2 separate regions of the Sus scrofa genome follow, and region 2 is linked to region 1. Evidence: chromatin contacts called from public Hi-C data. All regions are on one chromosome and are shown on one strand. The core of a region is the stretch at or near the end of the contact, and the rest is flanking DNA. Distances in the headings are between cores, read along the strand shown. Region 1 overlaps MACF1 (microtubule-actin cross-linking factor 1). Region 2 overlaps MACF1 (microtubule-actin cross-linking factor 1).

Evidence for each region. Hi-C and Micro-C count contacts between places; a contact is called where the count stands out from the background.
Region 2: a Hi-C map of fetal liver shows a contact between it and region 1, with 1.7 times the contacts expected there. The contact joins two enhancer-like sites. A contact is called at or near these places in 1 of 5 promoter capture datasets (liver), 12 of 47 Hi-C or Micro-C datasets (embryonic fibroblasts, epiblast stem cells, fetal liver and 6 more) and 2 of 2 datasets of contacts at active chromatin or transcription factors (alveolar macrophages and skeletal muscle).

What each region holds. Positions count from the first base shown.
Region 1 is chr6:95,004,975-95,007,674 of Sscrofa11.1, forward strand. All of the region lies in intron 2 of MACF1 (microtubule-actin cross-linking factor 1), which reads left to right. Among named protein-coding and RNA genes, the nearest start is that of MACF1, 46 kb to the left of the region's middle. Within about 2 kb of position 1,272, at least 18 of the 83 cell types and tissues checked have an H3K27ac peak or open chromatin away from gene starts, as enhancers often do. A contact at or near this core is called in alveolar macrophages and fetal liver, where this site is marked.
Region 2 is chr6:95,052,969-95,055,668 of Sscrofa11.1, forward strand. The region is part of intron 2 of MACF1 (microtubule-actin cross-linking factor 1); the gene reads left to right. Among named protein-coding and RNA genes, the nearest start is that of MACF1, 94 kb to the left of the region's middle. Within about 2 kb of position 1,258, at least 11 of the 83 cell types and tissues checked have an H3K27ac peak or open chromatin away from gene starts, as enhancers often do. A contact at or near this core is called in alveolar macrophages and fetal liver, where this site is marked.

The sequences.
Region 1 (2,700 bases), core at 22-2,521:
CTAGAGAATTTTTGTTGCCTAAGAACAAAACAGTTGTTTCGCAGTCTTTATGTGAGAAAGCGTTTAGAAGTTGACCATTAGTTCTGTCTGAGTAACTGATGACCTTGGGTAAGGCTTCTGGTCACTGATGTTCTTTTCAGCAGGGACTAAAGATACATGCCTGTCCCTCTCAAATGGAGGGATTCAGCAAAGGGAGGGGATCAGGATTAGATTTCGAGTGGGAGGGAAGGCATCGAGACCCTGCTCTCCAGGCACCGTAGAAATCTAAAGCTGTTATTATGATGGTTGCTACCGGCAGACAAAAAGTCTCAGCCTCTTTGGTTTGTATCCCACAACCAGTCACAACCTCAGATTGGGTGGATGCAAACTTTAAATATTGGGGTCACCTGTACCTATTGGCCAGTGCCCCTTGTGGTTTGTCTGAGTATTGTACAGACATTGCTTTTTGACTCTCTTCCATCTATTCATCAGGAAAAAGTACGAAGTTTGTGGAGTCGTGCTTTTGGTTGGCATTAGGGCATGAGGGATCTTCATTTTCCCCTTTTAACTAGTAAATATCCAACCTAGTCAATAGCTATAACAATACAGCCTTAGGCTTGGAAATTTTTACCTAGGAAGTGACTGAAGCTTGAGAAGAACTGGGCTTTTATAACCCCCTGCATGGAGAAGGGAAGAGTCATTTCCCTGACAAGGCTGGGATACTGGTCAGCTGATTTCCTTCCTGTCTCTATAGGGATGTGATTCCTCCCCCTTCCTTCTGGAAGAAGTGGATATTTTTTTCATTTCCTGTTTGACAGCATATTTTCTGAGTACCCAGAGACATTTGTTGACTGTAAATCAGTTGGGTTATGGGGGTGGGAAGGAGGCTGCTTTTGCTTTCAGCAGAATGGCTTTCACTTAAGGGATATACATATACATGAACCCAAACTTCCTTGTACCCCTTGGAGAGACACATGACCCAAAGGGATTGCTTTGAATCCTTTTCTGAGCTGTGCCTACTTGACCTATGGTAGTAGAGCCCCTTCTCCCACTTAGGCCACAAAAAGACTGGTCCTTCACGGGGACCTACATGATGTGGATTCCACTCTTGCCACATCCTCTGGTCAGCCCTTTTGGTGCCTGAATCTTCCAGGGAGCAACTGTTAGTCCCTGGTGGAAGTGACACCATTCTTGAAATGGAACCTGGCAGGATGCCCCCCTGAGCCTGAGTGACTGTGTGACTGACACAAGCGGGGACTGGAATCTGGCTGTCCAGATTTCCTGCCCTCTGTCCTCAGAAGCAGACCCTGCAGCTTCCTCTGGTGGCGTGGGAGCTGCTCGTTTATAAGCAGTGCCACCTGTGGGCCCGCGCAGCAGTTCCGTTCCTGACCAGGAGCTGCCTGCCGGCCCAGACTGACTGCTCCTCATCCATCTGGAGTGAGAGCAGAAGGTAGAAGAGAGAAATGGGGAGGAAGTCCTTGTGATTCCCTTTGCTTCTAGCTCAGTTCTGCTTAGCGTTTGGGGACCAGGGTTTAATTTTGCAATACACTCTTAGACTTTTTTCTTGACCTTAGAGACGGCCTTAAAAATTCTTACAAAATAGGGCATTTCTTTGTAGGTTATGAGAAATGTCATCATGGGGTTTTATGTGTAACACAAACAGCTTTTCCTGGCTTGCCAGGGTTTATGTGACTAGGTTATTGGTGTATTTAAAGTTCTCAGAGGTCATCAGAGGAAGAACAGCCTTAAAAGTGGAATTAGGGAGTATGCCCTGACTTTTAATAGTAAATTCTTTCTTTTACCTCTGTTGCTGACCATGTGTCCTTCTCCTTGCTCTAGGGGATTTCTCTTTTGTGGCTCTTTTGTAGTATTAGAGAAATTTCTTCTCTAGGGTGGAGAGCAGCATTTTACAGGGGAAAGGGTGTAGATGTTGGGATCCTGCTTCTGGTACTTATGTGCTCTGTGACCTTGGACAGTCACTTAACCACTCTGAGCTGTGAGTGAGTTTTCTAATTCCTCATTTGTAAAATGTTGGTGGTAACTATTTTGCATAGTTTCTGTAAAGGTCAAATGAATTAATATATATAAAGCATTTTGTTTGGCACATAGAAGTTATGTAATTACAGTTTCTTTTTGCTAGTAAGAGTCACAACAACAATATGCTTTTTTATTGTGATAAAATTACATAATGTGTAAAATTTACCATTTTAATCATTTTTAAGTATACAGTTCAGAGGCATTAAGTACATTCACACTGTTGTGTAACCGTTTCCGCTGTCCATCTGCAGAATTTACCAAACTTAAATTTCATACCCATTGAACACTAATTCCCATTCCCCCTCCCCCCAGTCCCTGGCAACCACAATTCTGTTTTCTGTCTCTATGAGTTTGACTGTTCTAGATTCTTTTTTTTTTTTTTTTAAAGGAATTTATTAGCATTATCAATATTCAACACATACAAACGTGGCAAGGAAAGGGAGGACCGAGTGAGGAGCTATTTCCTTGGGGTTTGTGGCCAGGTTTTTTTTTTTTTTTTTTTTTTTTTGTCTTTTTGCTATTTCTTGGGCCGCTCCCGCGGCATATGGAGGTTCCCAGGCTAGGGGTTGAATCGGAGCTGTAGCCACCAGCCTACGCCAGAGCCACAGCAACGCGGGATCCGAGCCGCGTCTGCAACCTACACCACAGCTCACGGCAACGCCGGATCGTTAACCCACTGAGCAA
Region 2 (2,700 bases), core at 8-2,507, 48 kb after region 1:
CGAACCCTCCTATATTGGTGGTGGGAATGTAAAACTGTAGAACTGCTTTGGAAAACAATTTGGTGCTTCCTCAAAAAGTTGGAGTTGCCACATGATCCAGCAGTTCTACTAAGCATATATCCAAAGAAATGAAAATATACATCCAACAAAACTTGTACACAAATGCTCATGGCAGCATTATTCATAATAGCTCAGAAGTAGAAACAACCTAAATATCCATCAGTTGATGAAAGGATAAACAAAATGTGGCATATCCATACAATGGAATATTTATTCGGCAATGAGAAGAAATGAAATAATAATTGATACTAACATGGATCACATTAGATATTATGCTAAGCAAAAGGAGCCAACTTGAAAACATTCTGCTCTAAGTGAAAGGAGCCTGACACCAGAGACCACATACTGTATGATTCCATTATACAGAATAGGCAGATTCATAGAGACAGTAGATTGATTAGTGGTTGCCAGAGTTTAGGGGAAGGTGGGTTAGGAAGTTACTGCTAATGGACATAGGGTTTCTTTTTGGGGTGATGAAATGTTCTAACATTACATGATGGTGATGGTTGCCCAACTCTGTGAATATTCTAAGATCCACTGAATGATATACTTTAAAAGGATGGATTAGGTGTTATGTGAATGAAGTTCAGTAAAGCTTTTACCCCCCAAATTTAGGGTGATTTGTATGTCTAACTAGGATTTTGTCAGTTTAAACTTGACTCCTTATCTATGCCACCATGAATCTCAAAGTTAGAGCATCACTGTCTTGAGCACTGGGTAGATTACTGTTGCCCCAAAGCCTCAAGGTAAGAAATGTGGGTTTGCAATTACTTCTTACAGAATAGTTGATGGCGCTTTGTATCAGGAACCAAACCTTTTAAGATGGGTTCTCTGAGGTTGAAGCCATTCCAAGTTTTAAGTGTGACTGTCCTTGCCCTGCCCTGGTACTTCTTATTTATCCCTTCAACTGTGTATCTCCTGGAATAGATTATGTTTTGGGTCCCAAACCCCATTCCTGGCTCCACCAAGAACCTTACTTCTTTTCATTTCTTACATTTTTCCTCCAGGCTGTTGACCGTGCTCTGAGGCATTCTTTCCTAGGAGGTGTGGAGGTAGCTGGAGGAGCCGCTGGGTGGCGCCCTGCCCCCAGAGGATTGACAGATGAGAATGACTTTCCTGGAAAAGGCTTAGTCCTATGTTGGCAGGAAGAGGTGACTCATTTTTCATCAAAGGAATTTCAAAGAAAATGTAATGATAGGACGATGTCACAGGAGCAGGTGGAGACAGGAACCTTGACTGAGGGGCTGAGGGAGGTGCTAGATAGTATGGTTGCCTGGGTAGTCAGAATGGCTGACTGGCATGGATCACAGGAAGCGTCACCTGTTTTTCAGTTCCTTTCTCCTGAGCCCTGGTGTGTGCTGTTCAGTGCCTTCAGTGCATGTGGTCAAGCCTGTGCCTGTCTTGGGTGTACTGTGTTTGTATCTGGGTGAGACATCTCATGACATTCTGTGCGAGTTGTAGATTTATTTCACATGCGTTGTGTGTAGGGGTTCCTGTACTCTGTGCATCAGCTCCATGGCTCGCAGGGTCTATATCTGAGAGTGGAAAATCACACATTCATGGTGGCTCATTTCCCCTGGTGTGTTAGATACAAGAGCTTGCCTAGATACTAGAGGGTTGGATCCCAGGGACTTTACCTTATTGCCAGAAGTACTGCTTCCCTCCAGTGTTTTGGCAAGAGCTGGGTCTGTGCTCTAATCTTAGTTAAGTTTCCTTTTTTTTCTTTTTTTCTTTGAGTTGAGTGCCCTTCCTTGGTGTGTATGGATGAAGCTGATAAGTGGGGGAAACTTAAGAGTCAGGGGGAAGGATAGTTAAGCGCTGGTATCTTTTCATGTTGCAAAGCACTCAAATTGGTTAGGTGTTGAGGCTCCCATTTATGTTACGACTGTGAGGAGTGCTCCTGGTCATCGCTGTGTTTTAACACCTACCAGGGTCTGTGTGATTGTGAGGTTGGAGGCTAAATCAGTTTACAGAAGGTAAAAGAGAAGATATTTATTGCTAGTATTCTGCCTTAGGATTCAGGTCTCACAAAATATCAGGGAGAGATGGCTTAACAGTATCAGTTGCTGCTTTTATGCTTTATGAATCATTCATCTGAAAGTGGGGTGGAAATAGGGACTTTTAGATAGTATAAGACTCTTCCAAGAAGAGGAGATACTGCTTCTCTTTAAGATATATCATAAGCAAGAAGAAAAAGTAACAAACAAGCAACAAGCCAAACAAACAGACAAAACCCCTGAAATTAGAAAAGGAGGGAGGAAAGCTTTATGTATTATTTGGTTCTGCCTTTAATTGTTGCAACCTCTGTTTTTGGATGATACTACTGGGTACACTGTGGAAGTAAAAGTGATCTTTGGGATGGGGTACAGAGGACATGAATCACACAACTTGTTTCTTAGAGGAAGGTGCTGGGCTTCCCAGGGCCCTCATTGGCACTATTTCTCCTCCCTCCTTGTGGCACTTCTCTCTGTATCTCTCCATGAAATAACAAATCATTAGCAGAGTCTTTTAACCTGAAGTGCCAACGAACTCAGTGGGATATGTTCTCTAGGGTGAGTTTGATTTGGGAGCCCCAGGAGGATAATTTGTGATGACACCGCTTGAGAAGTCACCACCTGACTCACTGAGCAGAAGCAGTAG